Linked DNA regions of Zea mays: region 1 is linked to region 2. The links are chromatin contacts, called in public Hi-C maps. All regions are on one chromosome and are shown on one strand. The core of a region is the stretch at or near the end of the contact, and the rest is flanking DNA. Distances in the headings are between cores, read along the strand shown.

Evidence for each region. Hi-C and Micro-C count contacts between places; a contact is called where the count stands out from the background.
Region 1: a Hi-C map of leaf shows a contact between it and region 2, with 5 times the contacts expected there. The contact joins the promoter of LOC100283417 here to the enhancer-like site in region 2. A contact is called at or near these places in 3 of 25 Hi-C or Micro-C datasets (endosperm and leaf).

The regions. Positions count from the first base shown.
Region 1 is chr1:196,666,085-196,670,213 of Zm-B73-REFERENCE-NAM-5.0, reverse strand. LOC100283417 reads right to left here and starts at 2,049. Exons shown (of 13, transcript NM_001412528.1): 1 at 1,623-2,049; 2 at 1,350-1,436; 3 at 601-861; 4 at 444-518; 5 at 262-360; 6 at 1-181. The coding sequence starts at 1,821.
Region 2 is chr1:196,544,246-196,547,778 of Zm-B73-REFERENCE-NAM-5.0, reverse strand. It overlaps the pseudogene LOC109943483. Among protein-coding and RNA genes, the nearest start is that of LOC103642648, 41 kb to the left of the region's middle. Within about 2 kb of position 1,923, at least 12 of the 20 cell types and tissues checked have an H3K27ac peak or open chromatin away from gene starts, as enhancers often do. A contact at or near this core is called in endosperm and leaf, where this site is marked.

The DNA of each region.
Region 1 (4,129 bases), core at 800-3,299, 120 kb before region 2:
CCCTCGTTGGGACGCTCATAACCTTCTCCCTCCTTGAGAACCTTCTTAAGGATTTTCTTATCATCCCCAATTTCTGTGACAGTCTTCCATGAAATCAACTCAAGGTCAATGAGCAGCGAAGCATTTGGCGGCACAGCACCTTCCTCTCCAGCTGCTGGTCTACCCTTCTCACCAAATCCATCTGCATTTGAAGTGAGGAAGTTCAAATAAGTGTCATAATTCAGAGAAAATAGACATGTAACTACAGAAGAATAATCAAACTTTGAAATGGAATCTCACATTGTGGCTTTACTGTAAGGAGCACCTTCTCTGCCTTTTTCATGGTTTTGACAGCTTTGGCCAGGGCAGGACAAAAGTAGCCTGGCAATACAGTAGTTAGAAAACAACCGATAGGCACAAAAATCTTCAGAAGACCATGTGAAGACAGAACATAAGAGGGTTACCATCTTTCACAGTAAACTCAACCCCCTCAGACTTGGATACAACAGTACCATCTTCCAGACGGGCCTCATATTTCACTACAAGAGCAAGGAGAGTATAAGTTATAGGAACCAAATAAATCAGCTCTATGAAAAGTGTCGCAATAAGCAAAAAAATTACCAAGTACTTCATCAGGATCCTTTGGGTTCTCCCATTTCTCTCCCTCTTTAAGGATCTTCTTGAATATGCCGCCATCTTTGCAAATGTCTTTGACACTGGTCCATGAAAGCAGCTCAACATCAAACTGCAGGGTTGCATTGGGTGGGATAGTTGGAGGTGAACCAGATGCTCCATAAGCCAGCTCTGGAGGAATGGTAAAAATAGCATTTTCTCCTTTCTTCATGGTCTTGATTCCTTGATCCCAACCCTTTATCACTTGACCTGGGCATTGACAAAATAGTTAATGAGCATTATTTTTCAACTTGGCAATGTCAACAAAGAGGCAAGAGAGAAACAGGATGATCTCCAAGCTAGAATTTACTCAATCATCAGCATGTTTTTCAAACATCATAGCCCCTTATACCGATGTAAGCATCGCTTGGGGTCATATCTATATCTACACGGAGTAGGCATTATTCTGCGACAAACAGAAACAGAAACACAGCCACGAAATACTTCGTTATAGGCAAGTGAAGACACTACCAAGCACTCACAACTTTACATCAATTTCATAGATACAGTAAGTGTCCACTGGCAGTATCCATGATATCAATGGAACAAGACGATGTGATCAAAACTACTTATCTAACTAACGAAAGATTGATAACTTTGAACTGTTTTACCATTACAAGGTTAATGCTACTTCCAAATCCATATTTAAAATTCAAACGAGACAGAAGAAATAACCTCAGGGGGAGGAAGAAATTTACCTTGTCCAAGCTTGAACTTGAAGGGTTCTCCACGATCACGGCTTGAGTCGAATTTTGTCCCATCAAGGAGCGTGCCCGTGTAATGCACTGAAATATTATCATGGGTAAGTAAGGAAGAGTCATCAAGGTGACAAGGAACAATAAATTGACACGAAACCCAAGAGAACCCGAATTCCATCAGCTAACTCGCAGCCAGAACTGGGCGAGTCTCACTGACCGCATCACACTAACAGAGATACAAGTGCAGCATGGGAGGAACCGGGGGCAGGATACCTTCAACCTCGTCGCCGACCTCGGGAGTCTCCCAGCCCTCGCCCTCCTTGAGCAGCTTCTTCTTGAGCCCCTCCTTGCCGACCTCCTTCTCCTCGCCCACCTTCATCACCGGGCCCTCGTCGCCGCCGAAGTCGCCCATCTCGTCGTCGCCCATCATCTCATCGGCGCCGGCGGGAGGCATCTCGAAGTCCTCGTCCATGGCTGGCGTGGAGGAAGGGGAAAAGCCGAGATCCGCGCGCGGCTAGGGTTCCGAGATCACTAGGGTTCGGGTGCTTTGGAAGAAGGTTCGAGAGAGAGCACGAGGGGGGAAATGATGAAAGGCGACGCCACCCAAACCCGGGTTTAAATCCAATCGAGTAGGGTTCTAGAGTGTTCCAAAGTCTTCGTATCAGGTGCACAAGGACAGTGCACAAATGCACAAATTTGATCCTGGCCTTCCATCTCATAATCAACGGTCAGCGCGAATATTACATAAAAGCCCCTCCGCACCTGCTCCTTGTTGGCATTCCAATTTCACGAAAACCCCCTTGCACTTGCTTTCTCTGACCCTCTCTCCCCTAACGCAGACACTCGGATCGGACGGAGCCACCGACCTCGCCGTCGATGACCTCGCCGCCCCCGACATCGTCGTCCACCGCCCACAAGCCGTTGATCACGTTGTCAGCTCCGCTGTACCGGAAGACATAGGAACCATGGCGAGAAGGATCCGACGGTGAAGACAGAAGGAGGCGATGTCTCAGCAGGGCCGTTCCTGCTCCTGCCTTTTCAGAGGCACAATGCGAAATTCAATATAGAGGCTCCATTCACACACAAATATATATAATTATATATATATTATCGAATATTTAATGTATAAAAATTATTATGCTCATTTTTGAAGTTTATAAGATAACAGATGTAAAATATAGCAAAAAACACTTACTTATTATATGATATTATTAAAAATATCTTCTAACATTTTGTGATACAAAGTCATCGCTTATATCATCAAGATCAATCTCATCCGATAACTTTTTTCGATATATAGAATCGCCAAACTATTTAACCTCTCTTGAGTTATTATTGACCATAAATAGTTCATTAAAAAATTAAATTTTAAAAAGCTTCTCTCTACCGAAGCAACCATCATATGTATAGTTTATAATACTCTCTCTATATCAAAATAAAATTTGTTTTGCTTCTCTAGTGGATTTACATCATCAATATAAACATAAAAATTAAGAGTTAAACCAAATACTATTTTGAAACAGATAAAGTATTCGATAAGTAATTGAGACGTTAGTTTAACAATATAAATGAGATTAGTCGATAACTCGATATCACATCGCTCTTTACGTATTTGTGTCTAGAATAGATAGGTTTAACAAAAAATGCTACCGTCCAGTAGCTAAGGGGCCCTCTATTTTTGGAGGCCCGGTACGGCCGTACCCTCCGCACCCCTCAGGGTCGGCCCTGTGTCTCAGGGCGGCCTCAGCGTATCAAGCACGGTAGCGTCCGAGTAACTGGGCCGGAATGGATCAATTGATGGCTGGCTGGGCCGATCTGTAATATGGGATATATACATACGCTGGAACCGTAAACGGGCATCGAAAATCAGAGAACAAACAGAAAGAAACACTTCGTCGCTAACCTATCTTCCTCCTGCAGCCGCCACTTTGTGTCTACTCTCCTTCTCTTCCATCCCTAGCGCTAACACACGTTGACAACTCGCAGCCGTCCGCAAGCTCCTCGCAGCGGCTGGTTGCCGCGACGCTGGTGGCTGTCGCCGCGCGGGGCCACGGTGCGGTCGCGCACATCTTCAGGCTCGCGGATGGACAAATCCTCTCCCACCGCCACAGCGTGCCGTTGCACGCTCCTCTCCATGGCTGGGAGTCTGAAGATAGCATGCTTTTGTACTGCTGACCCTCCCAATGCAAACAGGGAGCCTGAAGAAGATGGAGCCTTTCTAAATCGCGGTACACACGTATTGTGAAATGTTTATAGTTCACTATTCTTTGTAGCTGATGGTTCTAGCTCATGTGGAGCTTGTAACTTTAAAATGTGATACGAGGAACAAAGTGCGACTTGTTCATTTTGATTTTGATCAGAAATTGATTTTGTAACGATTATTATGTTTCAGTAAAAAAAATTGAGCCAATGTTGTTCGTGCTGATCAATGTTTAATTAAATAAGTCAAATGAGCACCGTTCAGCTAACATTCAATGGTAAAATTTAGAGCCAACATTGAACCAATATTGAAGCAAACTACAGAGCCAATCCAGCTATCATTCAAGCAATACTCAAAGCCAATATTCAGGCAAAAGTGACATCCATCATTCAACTAACATTCAAGCAAAATACAGAGCCAACATTCAGCTAATATTCACTGCAAATGGATCTATATAGGTGGCTTTCGCTTGCTAGGCTTCACTAGTTCTTTAGCCCTCTTAATTCTCTTACTCCTGTCCTGCCCTTTGATCGAACATCATTTGAAGGGTGTATTTATATCTCTGGTGAAATTTCGCAAC
Region 2 (3,533 bases), core at 674-3,173:
GCATATGCTTGTGTATGTTCTAAAAAGCAGCACTTATGTCTAATTACGCAAAAGTGCATGAATGAGATAATGTAGTGCAATGTGTTGTTGGAAGCACAAAGGAAAGTGGACAAACAACAATGTTTCTGAGAAGGCAGACTACGTACCTGATCATCTAATATAACATGCAACAAAGAATGAGGAACTAAAAAGGAGACATCTCTTAGATGGATTCCAGCAGCAGCATGAAAATAAACGGTTAAGAAAGGGAAAGGGAGAAGCAGAGGAAAAAAGAAGGCAAATATTAGTTTTCGAATCGTTTTTGAGAAAAATAGAAAATGAAAACAAAGAGCCATATGGGAAACAATTTGCATCGTAACAATGACCTATCTCTCATGTAGTTTTGAAACTCATGTAAGAGAAATGCACAGATAGGAAGTACTCCTGCTGTGTGGCCAACTTAACAGCAATAACAGGATTGGAAGAGAAACTTATATTAAACCAAAACGTTGACAAGAAGGTATCTGTTGTCCTGCAATCTTGCTTATGAGGCTTCATGCAAATAATTAGTTCAATTTTTAGTTATCCCATCATGGACAACTGAAGCAAGAAGCAACAAAGAAAGTTAAAACAAACAGTTAAGAACTAAGCATCGGAAGGAACAATAGATCAAAAGTAACACTTGCAACCTGGGTGAGGTAGTCAAGAGAATAATGGGTGTGTGAGATAGTTTCAGCCTGGTGATATCTCAGAAGCACAACTAAAAAGTGGAATTGAACTTGATAAGGCCAATATTCGCCACAAAATTTATCAGGACAGTACATAAGAGCATTACAGATCATGCTACTCTAAGATTGAACACAAAAAATGTAAGCATCGTTAATAGATAAACATTTCTCTAGGAAATTCTAGTTTTGCTCTTGCATCGTTGCTTTGCAGGTATAGGAGCATCGTTGCTTTGCAGGTATAGGTTCTATACTACAAGTGGCCTTTTCAACAGCTTCAACATTCAGAAGACAGAACAATGACCTTCAACAGGAGAGTAGTTGCTCAATATCTCCAACAATATTTTCAGGTCAATAGCCTATTTGTTGTTGTGGTCAACTATGGATTCCATTTTCACAACCATGAATTAAAACTACACGAACTAGAAGTTCTTACCTCAAAATCCCATTCACCAAACAGGTTTGGATCATGCTTGTAATATATGTATTTATAGGACATCAACCTTGCCGGCGTCCCCTGCAAACACACATCTCGCTTCAGTTAATCATCTTTTGTATCTAGTCATCAGGGGTTGAATAGGATAAAATAATACAAAAACTCAGCAATGATGACGCTTCCTCGAGTCGCGGGTGCCCGGCGACGAGAGCGCCATGGCTGGCGATGAGAGATCCACGGGTGGAGTTCAACCTCGTCGTGGCGGTTGGGGCCGTAAACACGGTGGCGCCTGAGGTTGTCGACGCGGTGGTCTTATACGCGCCAGCGGTGGAGGTAGAAGCCCTAACGCCGGGGTCTCTGCTCCTCCCAGCCACCAGGTTTCGCATCCTGCTGTTGGAGGAGGAAGGGAAAGGGAGAGGTGGGGGCTGCGGGAGCCGGGAGGGCCGCGCGAGCGGTGGCGCTGGGGTCGCTGCTCCTCCCAGCAACCAGGTTACACGCCCTGCTGCTCGAGGAGGAAGGGAGAGGGAGAGGTGGGGGCCGTGAGATTGCCACGCGAGCAGCGGCGGCCATGGACGATGTGAAGTGAATCTACAGAAGCTTTGAAGGGTTTAGATTTTAGAGGTCAGCCATTTTCAGAGGACAGGAGGCGGCGGCAGAGCTGTGGGAGGGGAATGGAGCCCTAGGCAACGGCCTAAGCCAACATCGTGGAACTACGGAGGGCAGGGGGATGGCGGGCGGCGGCGTTGGAGGGGAGGGTGGGATGTACTCCCGGCTGTCGCTGCCGGTTTCTGGGGGTGTGCGGCGCTACGGGAGCTGGGCATGGTGGGCGGCGGTGTTCGAGGGTTGCGGGGTGGGCTCCATGGAAAAAAATTCTTCACATCGCATATGTAAAGAACCTCTTTTACCGTCCCTCACATAAATCAGTTGTTGATCCATATAAATAAAAAAATAAATTAATAAAAAGTTATTTTGTAAATTTTAATCTGTCTTTATGGGCTTAGGTCTCTAAGTGGTGTATGTGTGAGACTATAAAAGATGGTGTTTACATTTGGTATGTACAGAATTTTTTTCGGCTTCATCGCGTAACGAAGAGGGCGCAGAGCAAAGGAAAACTCTCGTGGCGGCCAGGGCTGTCTCGAAGCATCGTGTATCGTGTAAGGAGAGCCCGCACATGGTAGGAAGTTCCCAAACCGTTGAGGCACGATTTGACGGCTGCAAGATTTAAAGATGGCGTGGATATCTTATCTAGCCATGTTTTGAACTAGCTTTAATATATAGGAAAAGGAAACTAGTGTTTGACATGTGCCCATGCGCGTGTGTTCAACTATATTAGTATAAATAGATAGGTTGTTGGAAGCATTAGTGCTGAGAAAATTTCTTAGTACTTGTCACATTCTTTATTCAGCAAGATGGCAGTAATAATACGTAAATGATATCTATGTCTCTTGGAAACTCTTTCGTCAAAACCTCGAACTAAACATTAGAACAATCCTAATTCAGCAGTACTCTTGGCTGAGATTTAAGTATGAACATGAAAAAATGTAATTCAACTTGTTCAAGCATAGCCAAACATAAGTGCAAAACCATGCACCATATATGATCAAAGGTCATTCAACAATCAGGATAACATCATTGTGTTTTACCCCTATGGCTTAGCACCACCTCTATTCTCCTCAAATCAAACAAAAGTGAAGCTTGGACTATGGCAATGATTATTATGGTACAACTACTATACTCAGTTAGCTCCTTTGAAAAAATATTATGCACAGACAGCACACAACATAGTGAGAAAAATATATATCTGCACTTTAGAAAAAGGCTAGCAAGCTCTATAGAACATGCCATAGAAATATGAGAACGACCAGTTGTGCAGAGAATGGCCATACATCATATGAAAAACAACCATAGAAATCCAAGACTAAATAAAACCTAGCTGAAATGAAAAATATCAATTAACAATGTCAATAGCTCGGTTAGAGAGTTGGAGAGGAGAAATCCAAGATCCAGGAAACAAGCGAGGCTGCCAGGAGCAAGACCACGGCACTACAGGCCTTAAAACTTCAAAGTCTCGCTTCCATCTCCAAGCAGTTTGCAGGCAAAAGACATTTTAGAAGCGCGCTGCATTAGCACAGAGTAAAGCAGAGCAATGGCAACCGCTAACCTAGGGAGCAGCAATGGCATCGTTGTCGGCCTGTGTTCGGCGCTTTGCTGCGGCCTAGTCCTACCCAAGGACGAAGAAGTGCCAATGCACAGAGAAGCACGTCGGGGTGGAGCTGTGGCCCATGTCGATGGCCAGGAGGCGTCGTCGCCGCCGCTCATGCCATCCTGGGTGGCACCGCCAAGAAGGCGAGTTAGAGGCCTGCGCCTTCCTCTCGCAGTGGAGGTGGACCGCT